Regions from separate parts of the Sus scrofa genome. Here regions 2 and 3 are each linked to region 1. Evidence: chromatin contacts called from public Hi-C and promoter capture Hi-C data. All regions are on one chromosome and are shown on one strand. The core of a region is the stretch at or near the end of the contact, and the rest is flanking DNA. Distances in the headings are between cores, read along the strand shown. Region 1 has its middle 110 kb from the start of PRLR. Region 2 holds the start of PRLR (prolactin receptor). Region 3 has its middle 25 kb from the start of PRLR.

The links. Promoter capture Hi-C pulls out the DNA fragments that hold promoters and counts their contacts. A called contact is a pair of places that touch in the nucleus more often than the background predicts.
Region 2: a promoter capture Hi-C map of fetal liver shows a contact between it and region 1, with 2.2 times the contacts expected there. The contact joins the promoter of PRLR here to the enhancer-like site in region 1. A contact is called at or near these places in 3 of 5 promoter capture datasets (fetal liver, fetal skeletal muscle and liver), 13 of 47 Hi-C or Micro-C datasets (alveolar macrophages, embryonic fibroblasts, fetal heart ventricle and 7 more) and 1 of 2 datasets of contacts at active chromatin or transcription factors (skeletal muscle).
Region 3: a Hi-C map of liver shows a contact between it and region 1, with 4 times the contacts expected there. The contact joins two enhancer-like sites. A contact is called at or near these places in 4 of 47 Hi-C or Micro-C datasets (embryonic fibroblasts, fetal liver, liver and 1 more).

What each region holds. Positions count from the first base shown.
Region 1 is chr16:20,766,804-20,769,708 of Sscrofa11.1, reverse strand. No RefSeq gene overlaps it. Among named protein-coding and RNA genes, the nearest start is that of PRLR, 110 kb to the right of the region's middle. Within about 2 kb of position 1,553, at least 9 of the 83 cell types and tissues checked have an H3K27ac peak or open chromatin away from gene starts, as enhancers often do. A contact at or near this core is called in fetal liver and liver, where this site is marked.
Region 2 is chr16:20,654,520-20,657,424 of Sscrofa11.1, reverse strand. It overlaps PRLR (prolactin receptor), which reads left to right and starts at 1,544. Exons shown (of 9, transcript NM_001001868.1): 1 at 1,544-1,613. The coding sequence starts at 1,544.
Region 3 is chr16:20,679,362-20,682,266 of Sscrofa11.1, reverse strand. No RefSeq gene overlaps it. Among named protein-coding and RNA genes, the nearest start is that of PRLR, 25 kb to the right of the region's middle. Within about 2 kb of position 1,521, at least 3 of the 83 cell types and tissues checked have an H3K27ac peak or open chromatin away from gene starts, as enhancers often do. A contact at or near this core is called in liver, where this site is marked.

The DNA.
Region 1 (2,905 bases), core at 304-2,803:
GCCCTATATTCCCTTTCCTCCTAACCCCCTGCCAAGAGGATGCCTCTTGCCCGTGCAGGACGCTTTCCGCTGCAGGCAGAACAGGCCAAGCCCAAACCAGTTCCACATTTTGGAGAGCGATTTTGTAAGAACCTCCAAGTGGGCCAGTCACCGGCAGCCTCCCCTAAGGAGCAGAGAACTTCTCTTCCTCCAGACACCATTGTGGTGGCCCCCTTTGGTGACCAGAGCCCTGGACAGTTGGATGACATTGAGCACATCCGCTCTGATGAGCCAAACCCCAGTTGCTTCTTTTCTGTCCTGTTTTTCCCTCAAGGATTCAGGGAATTGCTAAACACACCGCACAACCCTGCTGGGTCTCCTCCAGAAAGCTCGGAGCCTTTCTGCAGCAGCATGACTACTCATTGCACCCTGGGGACCCTCTCACGCTGGTGGAGGAGGTGGAAGAGGCATCTCAGCCTTTCCTATGCATGGCTCCTTCCCCACCCAGCCTCGCCAAGGGTGTTCTCACCCAACACTCTGACCGCCAGAGAGAGAACAGTGGGCTCAGAGAGTTTGAGAGAGATGATCTTGAAGCTGGAGCCATTTATTCCAAAGCTGGAGCCATCAGAGAGCCATTTCTTACCCAAGCATTTATTGAGTACCTACTATGTGCCAGGTTCTAGAGCTACCAAGTGGCTGGCTGGTGCTGCTCTCTCTCTCCCTCTCTCTCTCTCTCTCTCTGCAAAACCTGGGGCATCTAGGCAAGACCCTCCCAGCCATTGAGGCTTCTGTGCTGCGGGCAGATGTCCCTTGGCCTTGGCTAGTCCCTGCTGCAAGGGCACTGCCCCCCTGGCTCCCTTCTCCTGGTGGGGGGATCAGAGAAGTTATGAGGATGCAGGCTTTGGAGAATTCCCTCAAGAGTCTCAGTTAGACTGAGACATCCTAAAGTGTGCATGTCTTCCCTCAGCCCCCTTGGTCCGTGGGTGTCTGGTTCCCAGGCCGGCAGACAGCGTGTGAGTGAGAGCCTGGGAGAAAGTGTGACTGCATCTTCATTCCCTTTGTTTTTTTCTCCATTTACTTTCTGCCCTTCACTTCCTGTCCTTTTTATCCTGCCACACTCTGGTCGCCTCTCAGAAAATGCCCCAGCTGGCCCCTGCCCCAGGACGGAGCTCCTGTCTGCCACTGAGCCCTCCGTGGAGCGTGGGCTCCGCTCAGCACTGCTGAATGTGGTAGCAGAACCAGCTGCTCTCTTGGTCTCTTTCAGCCTGTGCTGCACAGGCGTTGATGGACCGCTTCTTCTGCACATGTAAGGGTTAGTCCCCGTTTCCTTCAAAATTAACTCTTACTTTTCTCTGAGAACCTGTTAAAGACTCAGGTCCTCTCCTTCCACCCCCACCACCAGCCAAACCCCACAGACGCACCTGAGCCTCCCCTTGACCCCAAGCTCTGACCCTTGGAACCTGCAGAGGCAAAGTGTGTCCTCCTGTTTTTTCAGCGAGAGGTTGTCCTGCCTGTCCTGTCCCCATAACTGAACAATGATTAACAGCCGTCCATACTTTAATATGCAGATCAATTATTAACAGGGGGGGGTGCCTTTTCCCGGGTTGTAAAAAGATGACTGGTTAGAGTCCCGGCGTTCTCCTTGCCCGGGTAGGAACTGCAGAGAAGAATGTCGTCTCAGGCCACTGGCCCCTAGGATACATGACCACGATGTGGCAGGCTCCAGCCGGGAGTGGGAGCGGGGTGACGCACGGCAGGAAGGCCACCGGTGAGAGACTTTCTGCTTTCCTTGATGGTTTTCATCCTTCGTTTTTCTCTTCTGGGATTGGGCACGGCACGGACAGGAGGCCCTGAATGTGATTAGGTTATCGATGGTTGCACAGAGGTCTTAGGGAAAGGTCCATATTTTAAGAAGAGAAGGGCGAGGAGCTGGCCGTTGAATATAAAGACTTAACGAGAGGCCCACTCTAGACCCAGGTGACCCAGGGAGAGAGGATGAGGCTTGCGTGGGGGTGACGATCCAAAGGGCGGCGTGAGGTCACAGCGGTTTGGTCACGTGACAGATCGGTCCTGGGGGGTGTGGGAAGGGAGAGCAAAAGATGGTGGAGTCCAGGATGCTGGCCAGTGATGGGGAGTCAGGAACATCTTTAGAGCTCACAGGGAGGCAGAGAGGCACAGAGAGGCCAGGCAGTGAACTGCGAGTGCCCAGTGGACGAAGAGAAATCTGGGCAATTTGGGCTGAGGTTGGTTTGCTTGTTTGCTTTTAACAGATGTCATTTTTTAGCGCAATCTTAGGTTTGCAGAAAAAGTGCACAGAGAATGCAGTGAATTCCCATATCCCTCCTCTCCCCTACATACAGATTCCTCTGTTATTAACGTGTTGCCTTCGTGTGGTACATTGATTGCAATGATGAACCGGTGTGGACCTAGGAGTATGAAGAAAGTCGATGGTTTACATTAGGGTTTACTCTTTGTGTGGTGCAGGTCTGTGGGTTTTGACACATGCGTAAAGGTCATGCAGCCCCCATTACAAAGTCGTATGGAATAGTTTCACCCCCCTAAAAAGCCCCTGTGCTCACCTTCTCATCCCTTCCTCCTTTCTCCCGAACCCCTGGCAACCAGTGTTATACTGTCTCTATGGTTTAGCCTTTTCCACATATCATTTCCTCATATTGTTGGAATCACACTGGATGTAGTGTTTTCAGATTGGCTTCTTTCTCTTTGCAATATGCTTTTAAGATTCCTCCATGTCTTTTTGTGCTTTGATTGCTCCTTTTTTTTTTTTTTTTTTGCTTTTTAGGGCCCCATCCATGGCTTATGGAGGTTCCCAGGCTAGGGGTCGAATGGGAGCTACAGCCGCTGGCCTGTGCCACGGCCACAGCAACGCCAGATCCGAGCCATGTCTGCAACCTACACCACAGCTCAT
Region 2 (2,905 bases), core at 295-2,794, 110 kb after region 1:
GTTAGATAGAGCAGGCAGTTTAGAACATGCACCCTGGTGGAGTTCCCGTCGTGGCACAATGAGATCTGCAGGGTCTTGGGAGCATTAGGACGTGGGTTCATCCCCGGCCCGGCACAGTGGGTTAAGGATCCAGCATTGCCGCAGCAGCAGCTTAGGTCCAGACTGTGGTTCCGATCTGCTCCCTGGCCCTGGAACTCCAGATGCAACCTTGAGGGCATTTGGAAGGAATCCTGGAGAAGCACATAAAAAGAACCCTGGAGAATGACATCCTGGCTACTTCACAGGAGCCATTACTGAACCAGGAGCCCCAGTATAAGAGAGGCACTTGTTGGCATCTGTGTACCCCGAGCCTCTGTTTTCACTAAGATTTCTATTTTCTAGCATGTCTCAAACAGAGTAGTAGCAGGTGGAGAAGGCTTCAAGAAGTCGTTGGTGAGGTGGTGTCCAGCTGGCGCTGGGAGCTCCACCGTCTGGCCAGGAGACATGGACAGAGCCTAGTCTTTTCAGGGCTCATCAGACAACATTCAGTCACTTCCAAAGTCCCTTGATGGGCAGCCTTGCCCCAGGATGCCCTTCCCGATTTAAAAAAAAAAAAAAACCACATAATTTAAAAGGAAAATGTAAGCCATGTGTTTCCGAGAATTTACAATTACTTCATCAAATCTATTGTTTTCTGAGAGTTGTTTGGAGTCCAGAAAGACTAATGAGGCTTTTCCAAATGTCTAAAATCCTGTTTTTTCTTAGAAGGACATGTAAAAGCTTTGAAAGTTGTTCCAAGGTGTAAAAATAATAATATTAATAATAAAATTCTCAAAACTCTCAACCCCTGCAGATTCAAAATGTGCTTAATACTCCAAACCCAAGGGACTCGACTTTATTACTGGGATTTGTCATTCTTGTTTATGGGGCTTTTCCAAAGGGGAGAAAGAAAACCTGTGAAGGTTCTCAGAGTTCGCTGTGTGGTTCACGGCCATGCCCAGAGACCAGAAGGCTTTCAGAGTCTTCTCAACCTGAGGCGGCAGGGAAAAGGCCCCCTGACCCTTTGGCATCCTTGAGGCCAGGTTGGAGTTCAACGGAACGCACTGACTTCTCAGCCTGGTTTATTTTGGGCTGGTGGATCAAAGTCCTTCCAGAACAGTTTTCTTGTAGGGTGCATAATCTATATCACATTAAATGGATGATCTATTGTTGGGGAACCGTGGGGTGCAAAGGAAACAATTTTTCTTTGGGGTGTGCGTAGAGGCGCCAGCTGCAGTTCAGCTGCCCTTGAATGTTGTCATCTGATGACCTCTGGTGGTGGAAGTCTGCCCAGCATGTGTGCAGCGATGCTTCTGAGCCAAGCCATCCCTTGCTACACTTTCCTACATTCCTTTCCTCCTGTTTTGGTATTCACGTTCAGCAAGGAGCAAGTATCAGTTGCAAACACCCAGAATAAAGTGGTGCATGGGCCTAACGAGACTGTCCGTTGCAAAAAATGTTACCCGGTGTCTTCTCTTTCAGTGAACCTCTGACCCACTGCCTGTGGAAAGAGAAGGGAGCCAACATGAAGGAAAATGTGCCATCCACAGTGGTTTTCATTTTGCTACTTTTTCTCAACATCAGCCTTCTGAATGGTAAGTAAGAGACTGTCCTGTTTTCTTTCATTCCCTGGGCTGTTTCTTGAGAGCTGGGGGGAGAATCCATTACAGTGCAATTAAAAGGAATGAAAATGCCCATGTCATTTACTACTATTAAACTATATAGAATATTTGGGGCATGAAAATGAATGCAAAAATTAATGCAAAAGAAGGAATGCAGTTAATGCAAAATCTCGTCCCTGTGCTCTGGCTGCCATCCTCATTCTGGGAGAGCCGGCAAACAGCTCTGCCAACCACAGACCAGAGTTTCAGTCCAGGTTCTGTCCCTTACCAGCTGTGCAACCTTGAGCCAGTTACTTAACCTCTCTGGATTTACACATTTTCAGGGGAAGGACAGTGATGTTTCATCCACTTCAAAATGAAATAGTGTGTGAGAAACTGTAAAGAGATGTAAGGGGCTGCTGTTTCATGATAGGAGACGAATAGAGCCAACTCTGTTATCTGTGCTAAGGGGGGAAATGAAATCCACAGCTAAACAAGAGTGTGAAGCCTGTGTGTATACATGTCCATGTGTCTACCCCTGCGTATTTCTGGGTGTGTATACTTGTATATACCCAGGTGTGTATTCCCTATATGTGCCTGGTTGCAAATGCTTCTCTGTGCATACCTGTGTGCATGTACATTTGCGGGTGTATGTTTCTATGGATATGTTTGTGTGAGTACCAGTGTGTACTTCTACAAGTGTGTATTTCTGTATATTATTCCTTCGGGGTGTTGGGGTGTGTTTCTGATGTGGGCTCAATTTGAGCATGCATATGTGCCTGTGTGTGCCTCTCTGTGTGTGTGTGTGTGTGTGTGTGTGTGTGTGTACACCTGTGTTTGTGTGCATTTTACAGGGATAGTGGGACAGTCCATTAATAGTAACCATCTCCTCTAAATAGTCCCACTGAATGGAACATTTGACTCATTATAAACTCACAACTTTACCCTCCTCTCAAGATTCCCAGAGGTACCATTAATAAAGCCAGTGAAACAGGAGAGAAATCAGCTTTTGGAGGGAGAAAAAAGAAACACAGAGATCAGTATAACCCATAGGGAAACTTGAAGTACTCAAATAATCAACATCTGCCTTAACCGGCTTCTGAATATGCTCATTATCGAGCCGTAAGGTTTTGTGCTTTTTTAATTTTTATTTATTTATTTTTTTTTTTTGGTCTTTTTGCTATTTCTTTGGGCCGCTCCCGCGGCATATGGAGGTTCCCAGGCTAGGGGTCCAATCGGAGCTGTAGCCATTGGCCTACACCAGAGCCACAGCAACGCGGGATCCG
Region 3 (2,905 bases), core at 272-2,771, 87 kb after region 1:
CCTACTGTTGTCTGTGGCCCATTGTCTCCTTGCCCGTTGTCATTTGGGAGTTGGAGCTGGGTAGGTGTATGTAAATCACGTATTCCCCCTCCGTGCCAACTCAAATACCATGCCCCATTTCTATCTCCCTGAAATACCAGGCCCAGCTGATAAATAGGAATCAGATATTATGAGCCCATTTGACAGATGGAGAAACTAAGCCTCAGGTCTTCCCTCTGTGTATGTTACATTAATGGAATCTAGACCCTCTGAGACCCACCTAAGTGTGTACCCCTAGGGTACACTCGCTCTTTCAGAGGTAGTTAAGGACCCAGGAAGATGTGTAATTGACCGGGTTGTAGGTAAAAAAGAATTCTGGCCGAAACTATCCTGGGATTTCCTGATACCACCCCAGGGTCCTTCCTCATCTTCCAATGAAAAGTGACGGTCCTTTGAGGACCATCTGGTGCTTCAGGGTCAAGAACAAAGCCTGGGCAGAGTTTCTCACCTTTAGCACCGTTGGCATTCTGGGGCACATGATTCCTCATTGTGGAGGCTGTTTTGCATGTTGTAGGATGGTTGGTAACATATCTGGCTGTCCCCACTAGATGCCAGTTATCTACTACCCCGCCCCACTGTAACAACCAAAGACACTTCAGATGTTGCCTAGGGTTCCAGAGAGGACAACCCCTGCCCCCGCCACTCCCCACTGCCAGTAGTGATAATAAAATCATTTGCAGACTTTGCCAAACATCCCCTGGATTGAGAGAGGCAAAAATCACCCCCATAGGAAACCGCTGCTCAGGACTGGCACATACACACTACTATATACAGATCGATAAGTAACAAAGACCTACTGTATAGCACAGGGAACTCCAAATACTCTGTGATGGCATTTATGGGAAACGAAGCTGAAAAGGAGGAGTTTCCATTGTGGCTCAGCAGTTAACGAACCCGACTAGCATCCATGAGGTTGTGGGTTTGATCCCTGGCCTCACCCAGTGGGTTAAGGATCTGGCATTGCCATGAGCTGTGGTGTAGGTCACAGAGGCAGCTCGGATCCCATGTTGCTGTGGCTCTGGTGTAGGCCGGTGGCTACAGCTCCAATTGGATCCCTAGCCTGGGAACCTCCATATGCCATAGATGTGGGCCTAAGAGACAAAAAAAAAAAAATCTGAAAAGGAACAGATATATGTATATGTGTAACTGATTCACTTTGCTGTACACCTGAAACCAAGATAACACTGTAATGAATCAACCCTATTCCAATAAATATGAAAAGATAAAAATTTTAAAAAAATAGAAATTAAAAAAAAAGAAAGAAAACCCCTGCTCTAAGTCCCCTCAACCCAGCAAGAACTTTTATTTTGCATGCAAAAAGACTGACATATAAGATGTTCAGAGGAAACATTAGCAAGGACTGGCAGAAGGGATGTCATAAGCTGTCAAAATGTTTTGGCACAACAAGACCCTCGGGCTTAAAGCCCGGAGTATTTGGTAACATTGCAACCCATGAATCAACCCAGCCAGATCACTGGCTTCTCTGAGTTGCTTTCTCCTTTCTGGGCTCTGCCCCTTGTGGCCAAATGCCGCATGAGACGTGCTTGAATGAAAGGCGAATAAGAGAAGGCAGGGTGACACTGAATACGTGAGCAGCCCTTCCCTCCATGAGGAAGAGAAAAGCACAGCGTGGTCTGGACTGCATTGTAAAGTCCCAGGGATGTTTGGCCACTCTTTTTTATTTCTGTGTATACTTATTCATAAACTACCCCCATTACCCCATTACCCAACCTAGAGTTTGGTGTGAAAGTATTTGCATCTGATGCCAGCATCTGAGAACACAGGCAAGAACTTGAAAGCAGTCCTATGGTCGTCCAGGAGCAACAGAAATGCTGTTCAGTTTCAGGGTGTAAAGACTGTCTAGGAAGTAATGTTCATAAAAGAATTCAGAAGGAAAAAAAAAAATCTGAAAGGGGGGAATTAGAATTAAGAGGAGAATTGCAATTCCTGAGACCCCACCAGATAGGGCCACAGTCCATTTTGTGGCCTTCGGTCTGGTTTCTGGTTTCTTGGAACTGTTATCCATTCAGTCCTGTGCCAGTGGCATTGACCATGCCGTAACAATCTCTCCCCAGCACCTCCTCCCCAGGGTGGTACAGAATGCCACTCTGAATGGTATGCCAGGTTCTTTTGCAAGCACTTGGCATCCTTTGGGCTCTGCCTGTTCCAACCCTCCCACCTCCATCTCTTTCCCAGGCTCCCATCCACACCCTTTGACCTTAACCCTTCCCAGACTGCGAGACACTTGGAGGAACTTCGGAGCAGCCCAGGGAATGGGGAAAGATAGACCCATAGAGCACGCTTTGAAGTGAGTCGAAAACGCTAGGCCGAGAATCGTTTCACCCACCATGCTTGCCTGCCAGCGTCCTTCACATTCTTATCATTTGAGCTTTTGCACTGATTGAAATATGGCATTGTTCAAAACCTACGCATTTACCTAAGAGGGGTAAGACCTTAATTTATGGATAAGAATTTGTTAATCGGATTCAGATTGATTGTTGGTGCTTCTTTAAGAGGGCCTTGGAATTGGGACATGGGACAGGTTAATTTTCATTGGAGAGGAAAGACTGAAGTGATTGAGGTATTGGTATTCAGCTCCAGACCTGCACGGTCCAATACTCTGCCCACAGGCCACATGTGGCTATTTTAATGTAAATTCTTTAAAATTAAATAATATTAAAAAGTCAATTCCTTGGCATTCCTGTCATGGCTCAGCAGTTAACAAACCCAACTAGCACCATGAGGTTGCGGGTTCAATGCCTGGCCTCAGTCAGTGGGTTAAGGATCCGATGTTGGCGTGACCTGTAGTGTAGGTTGCAGATGCAGCTCAGATCCCGCATTGCTGTGGCTGTGGTGTAGGCCGGCA